2 separate regions of the Macaca mulatta genome follow, and region 2 is linked to region 1. A link is a contact called in public Hi-C data. All regions are on one chromosome and are shown on one strand. The core of a region is the stretch at or near the end of the contact, and the rest is flanking DNA. Distances in the headings are between cores, read along the strand shown.

What was found. Hi-C and Micro-C count contacts between places; a contact is called where the count stands out from the background.
Region 2: a contact with region 1 is called in a Hi-C map of fetal cortex germinal zone, with 2.6 times the contacts expected there. The contact joins the promoter of NSD2 here to the promoter of CTBP1 in region 1. A contact is called at or near these places in 2 of 14 Hi-C or Micro-C datasets (blood and fetal cortex germinal zone).

The regions. Positions count from the first base shown.
Region 1 is chr5:1,319,530-1,326,845 of T2T-MMU8v2.0, forward strand. It overlaps CTBP1 (C-terminal binding protein 1), which reads right to left and starts at 4,240. Exons shown (of 10, transcript NM_001266780.1): 1 at 4,090-4,240. It also overlaps the pseudogene LOC106998226.
Region 2 is chr5:1,985,464-1,992,779 of T2T-MMU8v2.0, forward strand. It overlaps NSD2 (nuclear receptor binding SET domain protein 2), which reads left to right and starts at 4,739. Exons shown (of 21, transcript XM_078002897.1): 1 at 4,739-4,885.

The DNA.
Region 1 (7,316 bases), core at 2,990-5,489:
GAGCTCCCCAACCACCAGAAGGGCACCCTCAGGCTGGGCAGTCTCACCAGCCCTCACCCTGCCCTGTCCCCGTAAGCCCTGATTACTCCAGGCTCGAGTGGCCATCTTATGACAAAGCTGTCCTGCCACAAGTCCCCAGCACAGCCATCTGGGCACTGGTGAGATGCCCCCCTTGGCTGTCCAGGCCTGGAGGCCCCTGTGCTGCCCAGCCAGGAGCTGACATGAACGAAGGCTGTGCACAGCCTGACCTGGAGCCTTCCGGTCCTGAGATACAGCCGCCTGCCACCCAGAGGGAACTGAGCCCCTGCCCTTCAACGGCAGAGAAGGCAGGCCCTCAAGAAGGACTACACAGCAGCGTGGAGCCACTGGGCTGAGAGCATGGGGCCACCAGAACCTCCCTCAGACAGACACTGCCCGTCACCCATGGACTGATACAGGTCCTCCGATGACAGCGCCCCAGACAGACACCGCCCAAGTCACCCACGAGCCGTTACGGCACCTCCGACGACAGCATCCCTGTGAGCCAGGGAGCCACGGTACTCCACAGGGCCTGTGGGGCCGTATCACAGCTCAGAGGACACAGTGTAGGGGCTGCGATCACAGGCACGGATTTGCCAGCAAGATTCCTCTCCAGGACACCCGTGGAGCCGTACGTTTCCCTGTTTATTCAGGGAGCACATGCACATGCCCTGTGAGCTCCAGGACCCCCAGAACACCACCTTCCCGGCTCCTACCACGCGTGGGGTATCAGGGCTACACCCTTCCTCTCCTTCTCAACAGGACACTCTACACATGACACCACTCGAGAGGCAGCCTCGGACGCCTCTGAGGCTCATGCCAGCCATGCAGACAGGGCAGCCCAGCAGCCCTCACACCACAGATGGGTGGCAGGTCAGGGTGACACGGGTGGGCAGGGTGACACGGGTGGCGGGGCAGGGTGGCATGGGCAGGCAGGGTGGCATGGGTGGGCAGGGTGGCATGGGCCACACTAGGCCTGGGGAGCTGATGGCGGTGCAAGGGGAGGGTGCAGAAGGGGCCTGGTCCCAACACCACCCACACCTCTCTCAGGGCCGTAGCCCCAACTCCTCCCCATCCAAACCAACTGGGCTTCCCTCAGGGCCATCCTCACTCTCCTTCAACGCACATAAGAACTGGCACCGCCTGGCCACCCAGAGAGACAACTCAAGGTTAATGTTTGGCTTGACAAAAGGCCACCCAAGAGATCTCTGACTTTACAGGAAAAAACTGAACGTTTCCTCGTGGGAGATACCACATGGAGTGTGTGGCTGGACGGGCTTCTGGAAGGGACGGTCAGTGATGCAGGTGGCATCTTGTGGGTTACCCCGACCCAGTGTGGGGGAGAGTAGTGGGCCCTGGCCACTGCAGCCGACAATGGAGGACCTGGGGGGCCAGACACTCCCAGCACAGAGCTCCTACCCACAACTACCAAAATCCAGCGACCACCAGAGGACCCCGGTACTCTGACCAGCGTTCCCTCAGGCGATGCAGTTCAACCACAGAACCCGGAGGACACCACCTGCTGCCTCCACCACCTCCTGGCCACCCCTGGGCCCTGAGCCAGGCCTGCACCGTCAGCACCACCCAGACGGAGCCCTCTCCAGCCCTGAGTGGAGGGGAAAACAAGAAGTCCTTCTGGAAGGAGAGTCACTCGGGTAAACACCTCACAGGGCACACGCCTTTGACTTGGGCACTGCGTGGGGAGCGCCAGGGCACAGCCAGGCACAGAGCGCTGCCTGAAGGGTTCTCAGCAACACTAGTGGTACCAGCCGTACGCCTCTTGGCTCAGGGACGCCACCATCAGCTCAGACCAGGTCACACTCTGGGGGCAGTGGCCACAGGAAGTTGAAAGGGCTAGTTACAGTCAGAGGAGAAAAACTGCCAGGTGAGCCAGGTGTGGCTGAACAGCCACCTCTGAGCTCCAAAGGAAGAGACTGGGCCTCTCGAGCCTGGGACCCGTTTCCTGCAGAGCGTGACTACTTCCGTCCAGGGTTCCTCCAGAAAAAACTTATTAACAGAGTGACTGTTAACAGTGGCTGTCTGCTGGATAATGGAACCTTACACTACAAACGTCCAAAGAGTGGGGGGCTCCCAGCCCTTGGAGGAGGCAGACAGGACCAGCCAGCACCTCCAATCTCCCCAGGATGTGGCTGGGGTCGGTTCTGCGCCAAGCCCACAGGACTGGGCCAAGGCCCATCCCACTCAGCAGACGGACAGGACCAGCCCACAGTCCCTTGCACCCGGGGCCAAACCTCCCCTCCCCCACTGCCATGTTCTCAGGTTAATGACAAGTGTGCAAAACGGAAGATCCTACTCACTGACATTCCCAACCACATGTCCACCTCTCAGAACTAACAGCTGCCCTGGTCAAGGCTGACAGGACGAAGTACATGCTGCGGACATGGCAGACACCTCAAAAACGGCCAGGCAGGTGGACAAGGCACCCCGGGCAGTGAGTAGATGCAGCCCCCACTGCATGTCCCTCCCAGAGTTCTGCAGAGGACGCCAGCATGGAAGCAGGTGCTCAAAGATGGGCGACAGAATCACAAAGGGCAAAACGCGTCTGCAGAGCTGACAGTGCCAACCAGGAGCCAAACCCAGACCCCAGAGGGAGGTGGCCAGGCCTGGGCGGGCAGGGGAGACCTGGTGCTGAGGCCCAGGGCAGAGCCACGCCCTACAAAGTTCCAGGACACAGAACGAGGGACCCCCAAACCGCAGCTGTCATCCTCAGCTGCAACGGCAAATAGTTACCCCACGGTGCTGCCCCAACCCTGCCCCAAGCCGCAGACGGGTACACAGACGCGCACAGGCCATGCGCTAGGAGCTCAGCGAGGACGCCCGCGGCGCGGGCCCAGCCACCAGCGCCGTTTTCTTCCTGACGGACTTGTGCTCCCTGCCGAGCTCCTACAGAAACGGTGGAGAGGACTTGGGGGGGGGGTGCTCGGGCTCCACGGAGCACTCTGCACACCCGCCGCCTCGGCCCTGGCTCCGGGCCCTCTAGCCCCAACTCTCAGGGTTTCACCTCCCCACTCAGGGCACCGGGAAGGGCGCGACCGCCTTCCCTTTTCCCCACTGGAAGGGAATTCTGTCCCGGCAATCGCGGAGACTACAGCAAAAGGGCTCTGGCCCCGGCCGGGCTTCCGGACACCGGTGCCCTTGGAGGCCGCCAGAGAACGCTCCAGTTTTGGCCCGGGGATCAAGCGCGCGGGCTCTGCCTTTGCAGCCGGGTCGAGGGAGAGAAAGGCTCCGCGGAGCGGCCCGGGCCGGCCCAGGATGCGGGCGCTGCAAGATGGCGATGGCCGTGCGCCCGGCGTCCGCCCGTGCTCCCTGCTTCCGCGGCCGCAGCCGGCGAGGAAGGCGCCCCGGGACCCGGGCCGGCACAGGCAGAGGCAGGTGGAGGCGCCGGGCCGGGCCGGGCCCTCGCGGAGTTCGCGGGAGCGGAGACCCCCGGGGACCGCCCGCGTCACCGCCGGGGGCTGCGCTTTGGGCCCGGTCTGAGGGCGGCGGCCTCCTCCACGGTCAGACCCGGCGCCCGGGCCCCGTCCCCTTCCCCCACAGCGCGCGGCCGCGGTCGCCGGCAGCCTCAGGGCGGGAGGGGGCGCGCTCCCGCGAGTGGCCCGGGAGCGCGCTCCCCAGGACACCCGTAGCTGCGCACGGCGCAGCTCCCACCCCGGTCCCGCAGGCCCAGCCGCGGGGTCGTGACCGGGGACGGGGTAGCGGCCGGGGATCGGGACTCGGACTCGGGGTGCCGTCCCGGGTCCCATGGGGCTGGGGTCGGTGGAGCAGCCTGGAGGCCCACGGGCCCCTTTGTGTCACCTGCGCGGGCCGCGGGCGGGGAGGGCACACGGCGGCGCTCGCTCACACGCAGCGGCCCGCGCATGCGCACGACCCTTGCCGCGGTCCCGCCCCCGACCGCGGCCACGCGCGGACGACGGCGCGCACGCGCACTCGCACACAAAGCCGGCGGCCCGCGGGCGCGCGCTCGGCCCGCCCCCGCGCCCCCCGCCCGCGCGGCCCCCGCCCCGCCCCGCCCCCGCCCGCGGCCGGAAACGCGCGCGCGCGCGGCCTTACCGAGCGGCAGGCCCTTGTTGAGCAAGTGCGAGCTGCCCATCGAGAGGCGCGAGCGGCCGCGGGCCCCGACCACTCCGGCGCGCTGCGCCGCCGCGAGTCCGGCGCGTGGGGCGGCCTCGGTGCCGTCCGCTGCTCCGCCCGCCCGCCTGCGCCTGGCCGCCGCCGTGCCGAGCCTCCGCCGCGCCGCTGAGCCGCGCTCCGACGACCGCGCGGGCGGGGACACGGCGGCGCGCGCGGGCGGGGCCTCGCGGTTGGTCTCCTGGTTCCCGGCGCGGGCGGCGCACGGACTCACGCGGGCGGCTCAGGGCCCGCCTGGCCGGGCGCGGCTGCGGGGCGGGGCGGGAGCCTGGCGGGAAGCTCACGGGGCCTGCAGCCCGGCGGAGGCCCGAGGCCCGGTGTTCCGCACGTTCTAAACCGCCTGTCCCGGAGGAAGGCGGGCAGGGTCGGGCCGGGCTCAGCACCGCTGGCGGGAGCGCCGCCCGCCCCGAGGCCCCCTGCGGGACGGCGCCGGGCCCGGAAGCCGAGGCAGGGTCGCCCACGTCAGCGCCCGGAACGGACCCGAACGTAAATGGCGCTCCTCCGCGCAGCGGCCGCCCCGCTCCCTTCCCGCCCCGCCAGCCGCCGCCCTCCCCCGCTCGCTTCTGGCCCCGCGGCCTGGCCCGTGCGCCTCCGAAGACTTGTCCTTGCGGTGCCGCTGTCCCCGGGGCTGGCCAGGGGCACCGAGGCCGCGGGTTCCCCCCATCGCCCCCACCCGGGCCCTGATTTACCGTCCAAGAGCCGGCCGCACATGGGGCCCCGGGAGGAGAAGCGCGCCCGCCCCAGTTCGTCCCCAGCCGGGGGGGACCCCGACTCCGGGAGGGGCCGCGTTCTGCCCGGCCCAGGGCGCTGTTCCCGGCCCGGGAAGTTCAGGGCTGGAGAACCCCCTTCTCGACCCCGTTTCTCCTTTAACAAGAGTAGGGTTTGTAGCCAGCTCTGCTTCTGCCCGCTGCGGGAGACGCCCCGACCCGGGAGGGCCCGAAAGTCCCTTCAGGGAGAGGCCGCACCGGGCCTGCTCACCCAGGGGCTGCCCCTGCAGACTCTCCCAAGGGGCCCAGGGATATTCCTCGCGCCGCGAGTGGACGCTTCCATCCACCCCGTGGGGAGTTGTGGGAAGGGCCTCTGCGCGTGGCTACTCTGAGCACACTGGAATGATCAGATAGTTGCATAATTTGAGAAACCACAGCCTGGAGACGGAATGATGCAGACTCCTATCCGAGAGACACCTGCTCTAGTTTCGCTGTGGTTCGTGAGGACGCGTCCTAGGCTGCCCTGAGAAGCCCATGTCTGCCCTTCCAGGCCTGGGAAGACCTCTGACCCCACTGACAGTGCTGGGCCCTCAGTCGGGCCTGCCATGCGTACCACTTTCTGTTCTAAGACCGGGCTGCCCAGCTGTGGCCTGGAGGAAACCTGGCAGGTGTCACCAGAGCTTTGGGGAGGGTGGGGCCCTGTCAGGGAAGCCCAGTGGGAGTCATGAAGGAGGGAACACGTGTGGAGCCCTTGTAGGGGGAGGGGCAGCCCTGCAGAGATCTAAGAAAATTCCAGAAAAATGAGCAGCAACCTCCAAGGCCAGACATCGGTGCAGGGGACAAGGGGTCACAGATGGAGGGGCCTAGGTGAGGCTGCCGGGAAGGGATGATGTGGTTGGTGGAGTGCACAGGCAGGGACCTCACTGGACTTTCCTATCTGCTCTGCATGGACAGGCAGCCCAGAAGGCAGCAGGGACATGCCACTCCCTCTTTCCCCAGGGAAGCTGGGGACAGACGGGTCCCAGGCACTCCATCCTCTGCAGCAAGTCAGGTTGTGATTTACTGGGCATTGGTGAATAAAATGGAGAGGCTTCTGGGGAGAAATTCCTGGCTCCCACGTGGACTGGCAGAGCTCAACAGGCAGCCACGTGGCTGAGTGTCCAGCAAACATCACATAAGGCTTTGGGTCCTGTAGGTGAGGCTGCCCTGAGCAGCAAGCTCAGTCCAGAAGAGCAGTTCCTCTCCAGGATCCATTTCCTGCGCACTTTTATGTCCAGTGTAGCTGGAGCAGAGCTCGCTGGAATTCCACAGGCAACTAAGAACGGAGAGGGATGCATGCCAGCCAGGGATCCATCGTCTTCCCCATCAGCACGCCCCATGGCCTCCGTCTGCACAGTGTCCCTCTACACAACTTGTCAGTGCGTTATCACGACTCTTATTTGGCCCTGGCCCGTCCCACTGTCCTGGCTTGTTCCAAGTGCTTCCTTCTCCAGCTGTGATTCTGGCTGCAGAGCTGTCTGCTCCCCACGTTGGGCAACTCCAGCCAAGATTCCTACACCCAAATGTGACTGTGTTGCTCACAAAGAAGCCTCAGCTTTGTGTGCACCCAGCCGTGTGCACAGCTCGTCCCAACCCCAGTGGGCGCTGCCTGCCTCTCCCACTTCCAGTCCTTGCCATGATGAGCAGATGACCCCCGCCCTCCAGGGTCAGTGTTTGGCTGCTCTTGTGCCTGCCCACCTGCCTCCCTGTGCCTGGGCCTGTCATGTGCCTGCACACAGGAGGGTCTCGTGGCGTTTGCCCTACACGGATGGGCTGTCCTAGGAGCCGCTGGAGAGTCACCTTGGTGGGGATGCCAGAAGCCTGGGCACCAGGTTCCCCCCGGCCAGCCTTCATTCCCACACGGGGTATTTTTGTCCATCACGTGGGACAACCTAGGATTGGGGGAAAATTCAGTACACTCTGAAGAAGCATCAGCATTTTGGATGGATGAATGCTGCTTCATGCAACTCCAGGTCAATGGACTATATTATTCAACTCGGGTATTTATGAGTGCTCCTGTGTACCAGCCACGTGTGAAAGAAAAACTCCAAGTTACCTGACACCAGGACAAACCAGGTAGATCACTGCGTCTGGTTCCTCCTCTTTCTGCTAACTCTCCTGGACCACCGTTCTGATTTCTGGCAGAGTCGGGGGCGAGCTCATCAGTACCCAGAGCGTCTGGTGTGCAGCCAAAGGCCCCCATTTTATCAGTCGGTGTGTTCAGTATCACACTCAGGACAAGGGCCACCCTATTACTTCACATACCTCAAATACAAAAAGTGCCTGGGAACGTTGATGAGGTGTTAAAGGAAACCACTGGTGTTGTCAGTCATGTACACACAGAAAAAAAAACAGTCATTTTTATTTATTTATTTTGAGACAAGAGTTTCGCTCGTTGCCCAA
Region 2 (7,316 bases), core at 3,489-5,988, 670 kb after region 1:
ATGGGTCCCATCCTCCTGCCAGCAGTCATTGGCGTTAGGAAGCATCACCCTGACCTCTACTTTCATCTTCACATGGCTTCTCCTTGGTGTGCCTGTCTCCAAGTTTTCCCTTTTTATAAGAATACAGTCATACTGGATTAGGGCCCACCCTAATGACCACATTTTAACTTGATTACTTCTGGAAAGACCCTCATCTCCAAATGAGACCACATTCTGAGGTATTGGGAGTTAAGACTTCAATGTATCTTTTTTCTTGACTAATAAAGTTTAATTTTTATATATTTATTTCTTCAGACAGAGTCTTGTTCTGTTGCCCAGGCTGCAGTACAATGGCATGATCTCGGCTCACTGCAACCACCACCTCCTGGGTTCAAGCAATTCTCCTGCCTCAGCCTCCAGAGTTGCTGGAATTACAAGCACGTGCCACTATGCCCAGTCCAATATTTGCATTTTTAGTAGAGACTGGGTTTCACCACATTGGCCAGGCTGGTCTTGAACTCCTGACGTCAGGTGATCTGCCTGCCTTGGCCTCCCAAAGTGCTGGGATTACAGGCGTGAGCCACCACACCCGGCCTTTTTCTTTTATGAGACAAGGTCTCACTCTGTCACCCACTCAATTTTTGTGGGGTTTTTCTTTTTCTTTTTGAGACGGAGTCTCGCTCTGTTGTCCAGGCTGGAGTGCAATGGTGCAATCTTGGCTCACTGCAACCTCCACCTCCCAGATTCAAGTGATTATCCTGCCTCAGCCTCCCGAGGAGCTGAGATTACAAGTGGCTGCCACCACAGCTGGCTAATTTTTGTATTTCTAGTAGAGACGGGGTTTTGCCACGTTAGTCAGGCTAGTCTCGAACTCCTGACCTCAGGTGATCCATCCGCCTCAGCTTCCCATGCTGGGATTAACAGGGGTGAGCCACTGTGCCCAGCCTAAAGTTTAGTTTTTAGAGCAGTTTTAGTTATACAGCAAAATTGAGCAGAAAGTGCACCCAGGTCCCATATAGTCCCTTCTCACCCACACACCCAGCCTCCCCCATCATCAGCATTCCCCATTAGAGTAGTACATTTCTTATAATCAATGACCCCACATTGTCACATCATTATCACTGAAAACCCAGTTTTAGGTTCACTCTTGGTGCTGTACATTCTTGTATCCACTGTTACAGTGTCATATAGAGTATTTCACTGTCCTAAACATCATCTGTGCTCTGCGTATTCATCCCTCCCTGCCCTAACCCCTGGCTAATTTTTTGTCTCCATAGTTTTGCCTTTTCCAGAATGTCATGGAGTTGGAATCATACAAGTTTGTAGCCCTTTCAGATTGGCTTCTTAGTTTTCTGTTGCTTATAGCAGACTACCTGAAACTGGATGATTAAAAAAAGAAAATGAATTTATTTACTTACTTATTTTTGAGACAGGGTCTCACTCTGTTGCCCAGGCTGGAGTGCGGTGGCAGTGGCACAATCATGGCTCACTCAGCCTCAACCTCCTGAGCTCAAGTGATCCTCCCACCCAGTCTCCTGAATAGCTGGGACTATAGGCATGTACCACCACACCCAGTTGATTTTGCAGTTTTTTTTTTTTTTTTTTAATAGAGATGGAGTTTTGCCATGTTGCTCAGGGTGGTCTCAAACTCCTGAGCTCAAGGAGTCCCCCATCTCAGCTTCCAAAAGTGCTGGGATTACAGGCATGAGTCACTGCACCTGGCCGGAATTTATTTCTTACGGTTATGGAGGTTGGTAAGTTCAAGGTCCAAGAGGTGTGTCTGATGAGAGTGTTCTTGCTGGTGAGGACTCTGTGAAGCGTCCCAGGCGTCCCATGACAAGGGGGCTGAGCATACTAACTGCTAGCCCAGGTCTCTCTTCCTCTTATTTCTGAGAGATGGGGTCTTGCTGTATTCAAACTCCTGGGCTCAAGCAGTCATCCCACCTCAGCCTCCTGAGTAGTTGAGATTACACCCTGACAGTGAGGATCTTCTTTTCACGTGCATCCTTGCCATCTGGATATCTACTTTAGGGAGGAGGCATCTGTGGAGGTCTTTTGTCCACTTTACTATAGACAGGATCACATTCTGTTGCCCAGATTGGAATGCAGTGGTGCAATCACAGCTCGCTGTAGCCTCATGTAACTCTTGGGCTCAAGAGATCCCTCTGCTTCAGCCTCCTGGGTAGATGAGACTACAGGCATGCACCACCATGCCTGGCTGTTTTTTAATTTTTTGTAGAGACAGGATTTCACTATGTTGATCAGGCTAATTTCAAACTCCTAGCCTTAAGGGATCCTCCTGCCTTGGCCTCCCAAAATGCTGCGATTACAGGTGTGAGCCACTGCCTTTTTGTCCACTTTTTAAGACAAGGAAGGTCTTGCTATGTTGTACTGGCTGGAACGCAGTGGCTATTCACAGGTGCAATCCCACTACTGATCAGCATGGGAGTTTTGACCTGCTCTGTTTCTGACCTGGGCTGGCTCCCCTCTCCTTAGGCAACCTGGTGGTTCCCAGCTCCTGGGAAGTCACCATACTGATGGCAAACTTAGTGCAGACATCTGATTGGCATAGCCCAGAGCTCCCGGATTCAAATGATCCACCTGCCTCGGATTTCGAAATAACTACAACTATAGGTGTGAGCCACTGTGCCTGGCTTGTCAACTTTTTGTTTTTTTATTTTTATTTTTGAGACAGTCTTGTTCTGTCACCTAGGCTAGAGTGCAGTGGCATGATCTCGGCTCACTGCAACCTCCACCTCCTAGGTTCAAGTGATTCTCCTGCCTCAGCCTCCTGAGTAGCTAGGATTACAGGTGCCCGCCACTATGCATGGCTAATTTTTGTATTTTTTTTTTTTTTTTTTTTTTTAGTAGAGACGGCATTTCACCATGTTGGCTAGGCTGGTCTGGAACTCCTGACCTCAGGCGATCCACCTGTCTCGGCCTTCCAAAGTGCTTGTATTAAAGGTGTGAGCCACCGTGCCCGGCCCTGGCCGTCATTTTAAAAATTCATTTATTTGTTTGGTGATAGAGACGAGGTCTTGCTATGTTGCCCAGTCTGGTCTCCAACTCCTGGGCTCAAGCAATCCTTCCACTTTGGCCTCCCACAGTGCTGGCTCACACTTCTCACAGGTGTGAGCCACTGGCCTTGGCTCCATTTTGAATTAATTTTTGTTTAGGGTGTAAATTCTGTGTCTAGCCTGATTTTTTTTGCATGTGGACATCCAGTTGTTCCAGCACCATTTGTTGAAATGTCTTTTCTCCATTTCCTAAAGTCAAGCTCAGTTGACTCCATTATGTGGTCTATATCCGGGTTCTCTATTTTGTTTATGGATCTATTTGTGTATTTTTCCACCAGTACCACAATATCTCAATTACTATAGCCTTACAGTAAGTCTTGCAGCAACACTTTTTTTTTTGGGCGGGGCACAACTCAACCTATACAGGGCCCAGCACCTGTGAAGGGACAGCAGTGGAGGCGGCGCGGGAGAGGAAGAGGGGAGGTGAACTGTGGCCACTCCTTGGCGGCTGGAGCTGGGTCCGGGGAGGCAGAACCTGGGCTGAGGTGGCGTTCTATAGCCGAGGCCGGGCAGCAAGACCCTTCTTGAGGGGAACTCGGGTGGCGCACTTTAACAAAGCTCTCCTTGACCAAACTCTCGCCAGGCTCCCCTGGGCCCTCTTCTCAACGAGGCCTCAAGCTGGGCCTGTAAAGCTCGAGCAGACACTAAAGCTCAAGGCCGAAGGTGTCCCCGGCTCCCCGAACCTGCTTGACAGAAAACCCAAGGCCGCCGGCTCGGGCAGCACCTGGAGGCAGGAGCCGAACTTCCATGAGCGGCAGGCAGCAAATCACATCGGCTTCAGCGGCCCGGCCCTCTCGCTTTTTGCAGCGTCTGACTTCCCCGCTCGCCCGCGCCGCTTCCTCCTCCTCCCGGAGCCGCAAGCCCGCGCCACCCCGCTAAGCCCGGCGCTACCGCAGCGGCGCTGGGGCAGCGCCCCTGGACCCGGCGTCCTCCCCTTGCAAGCGGTCCTCCCGCAGCCGCACCCAGCTCCGGGCCGGACCCTCGCCGGGGGCACTCGTTGTTCACGCCCTGCGGCCGTTAGGCGGGAAGAGCACGACGCCCTGCCCCGTCGCGGCGTCTGACCCTCTCCGCCACGTCTATGCTGAGGCCCCGGGCCCGCAACGGCTGAGCCTCTGCGACGGTTTCCCCACCCGTCCCCGCACTGCCGCTCCACGAGGCGCACGCCGCCAACCGCCTCCCGCGGGCCGCGGGCCCCAGACCCCAGGCCCCGCGCCCCTCTCACGGGACAGGAGTTTGCGGACCCGCGCGGGCGGGCCGCGCGCCCAACGCCGGCCTACGCGGCCGCGCGCCCACGGCTCTGGGGCGCCGGCTCCGGACGGTGATTGGGCGCGGACCGTGACGTCACTGCGCGCGGCGCCTGAGGCCGCCGGGTCTGAGCCGGGTGCGCGCCGCCGAGTAGCGGGAGCAGGGCGCGCGCCCGGCGCTCCTCTGAGGCGGCTCGCGGGGTCCGCGGCCCTGCCCTCCCGGCGCTGCCAGCCCCGCCCGGCCGCGCGGCCGCCACCCGCCGCGTGCCTGCCCGCCCCGCCCGTGCGCGGCCCCGGCGCGGATTTGAAAAGCCCGGTCCGCGGGCCCCGCGAGCGCGGCAGCCAATCAGCGGCGCGCACTTTTCCCGCGGCTTCTGCGAGGCGGCGGCGGCCCCGGCGGCGGCGGCGGCGGCGGGCGGGAGGCGCGGGGGCGGGGTCGGCGCCGCGCGCGAGAGCCTCGGCCTGGCCGCGCTGCGCCCGCCGCCGCCGCCCCCTCCCCGTCTGGGCCCTTACGCCGCACGGCCCCGGCCCCCTCCTAGCCTGCCGCTCCGGAGAGCCGCCCGCCGAGGATGCGACGCACCGCAGGTCACTGGGGCGCCCGCCCAACCGTCGCGGGCCGCCAACCGCCGGGGCTGGGGCCGGGAGGCCGGGCTGTGGGAGGCCTGAGGGGCGGCGGGGAGGACCGCGGAGGCCTGAGGGGGCGGGAGCCCCGGGAGGACTGAGGGCACCGAGGAGGCCTGAGGGGCCGGCTCAGGGGATGGGGGACCGGGAGGCTGAGCGGCCCGAGAGGGTCGTGGGGACCGGGGGGACCGCGAGGACCGCGGAGGCCTGAGGGCCGGCGGGAGGACCGGGCGGACCGCGGAGGCCAGGACGCGTCCGGGCAGGGGAGGGGCGGCGGCCTGCGGGCGGCGGCGGCTAACGGGGCCGGGCGGGCGGGCGCGGCCATGTTGGGCCCGGCCGGGCCCTGCGGCTGCACCTGTGCCCGGCCCGGCCGAGGCGGCCGCCTTTGTTCCCGCGGCGCCGAGCGGGTCGGGCCGGCCTTTGTGCTGCGCCCCCGGTCCGGGGCGGCCGCGGTGGGAGGGGCAGGTTGGGGTCCCGGGGCCGGCGCCGGGGCCTGGGGTCGGGCCGAGGATCGCTTTTTGTTTGCAGACGGTGTCCGGCGTTGACACTCGCGGCGCCCGGGCGTTGGTCAGCGCGGGCGCTCCCCCGGGAAGCCGGGCCGCGGTCCGGCCCTTGGCAGGTGGAGGCGGGGGTGAGCCGGGCGTGGGTACCCTGCTGGGGGGCTGCGCGCCCTCGGCCTCCGGGCCTCCCACCTGGGATGTTCCCCTTGCACCAGTATAGAGATTGATAGTCCTTGAAGCCTCAGGACATGAGATGGGACCTGGCGACTGAATGGCTGGTTTTGCTCCACTCACAGGAACCGTGGTTTAAAATCTCGGCGTTTAAAAAATGCTAGTCTTGACTTTCGGTAGAAATAAAATGGATGAGGATATTATGGACCCATTGCAGCACCAATCTTTCTGTGCCCACGATGGGCTTTGACATTCAAGTTGAAACATAGTATCAAAACTGATGTGGTGACGTTAGTCATTTTTAGGTAGATAACGTGTATTGTGTGTGTGTGTGTGAACAGACCCTGTGAGGACAAGACTAACTTGATAAAGTTCAGACCTGGCTTAGGAGGAGCTCTTCAGTACTACCCACCTACTTCACAGACTTTCAAGCCTTGATTTTTAAATGAGTTAAATGCCAACATCACGCATTGATTATATTGACTCTATTTTGTGTATTTTAAATATTATCAGCATGGAAAATAACTTAGGAGCCATCCCATTTATGAACTTGGGACTTAAACTTTTTAATTTTCCCAAAATGTTTTAAGTGCCCTAGTTACATATTTAAATGTGATGAGAGCAACAATATTTTAAAAAGCAGAACGCCAGCAACATAAAGCAAACAAGTTCTGTGAGCACAACCTTTCCTTGTGTACTTGATGTGTGCTCTCATTCCCCACAACTGATGATGGTTCAAATCTAAACTGCCAAATGGAGATGAAGAGGACTCATGCTGTAAGCACGATTACTTTGAGTCATTTCCTTTTCTTTCCTTCCATTTTCTCAGCCACCCAAACCCAGCAACCTTCAGTTTTGGGCTGATGGTTGGTAGAGTGAGGACTTACTGCACAATTTTGAGTTTCTGTAAGCTTTTGTGAACAGCTCTGATCTATTCAGTGCAAAAATCGTCCTCTCCTGACTGCTTTACTATCAAAGAGTCTGGCCTCTGATTCTAACAGTAAACATTTTATTTTAAGAGTATGAGGTAATTGTCAATTTCAAACAATGATGGACAATTTACCTTACATATTCTTGTGTAACATGTAAACTAATATAACTTGTGGAGACATACAGAACAAAATGATAAGGTCAACAGACTGTAGGTGTGACTTGGTTTGTTTTTATGCAATCAGCTTATCCAGGGCTTTTAAACCAGTACCTGCTGAAATGTGGGGACCCAAACGAAGCGTTAATCAGAATCCTGGAATGAGTCAGGAAGATAATCTGAATAGGTAGACTACCCACTCTTCCTAATCCTGTGGGAGTTACATGGGTACAGCCTTCTGCCTATTCAGATTATCTTCTAAAAGGAATCAAATCTTACAAAGTTTACTCACATAGCAGAATGTGAACTTTTTTTTACAGTTTGAAGATTCAATGTAAAACATGCAAAAGTAGCTGGAATTAGTCTTGCTGAGCTGCAGGATTCTCTTTACTAAGTAAGAACTTGTATGAAAGGATGTGCTAAGATGGTGCTGAAGTTCATAATCCAAACATATTTTGTCCTGTGCTATTTATTTATTTTTAGAGATAGAGTCTCTCTATGTGGCCCAGGCTTGAGTGTGGTGGCTATTTCAGAGGAGAGCGATCATGGTGCACTTCAGTCCCAAACTTTTGGGCTCAAGTGATTCTCCCACCTCAGCCTCCTGAGTAGTGGGGACTACAGGCACACTCAGCCTTCC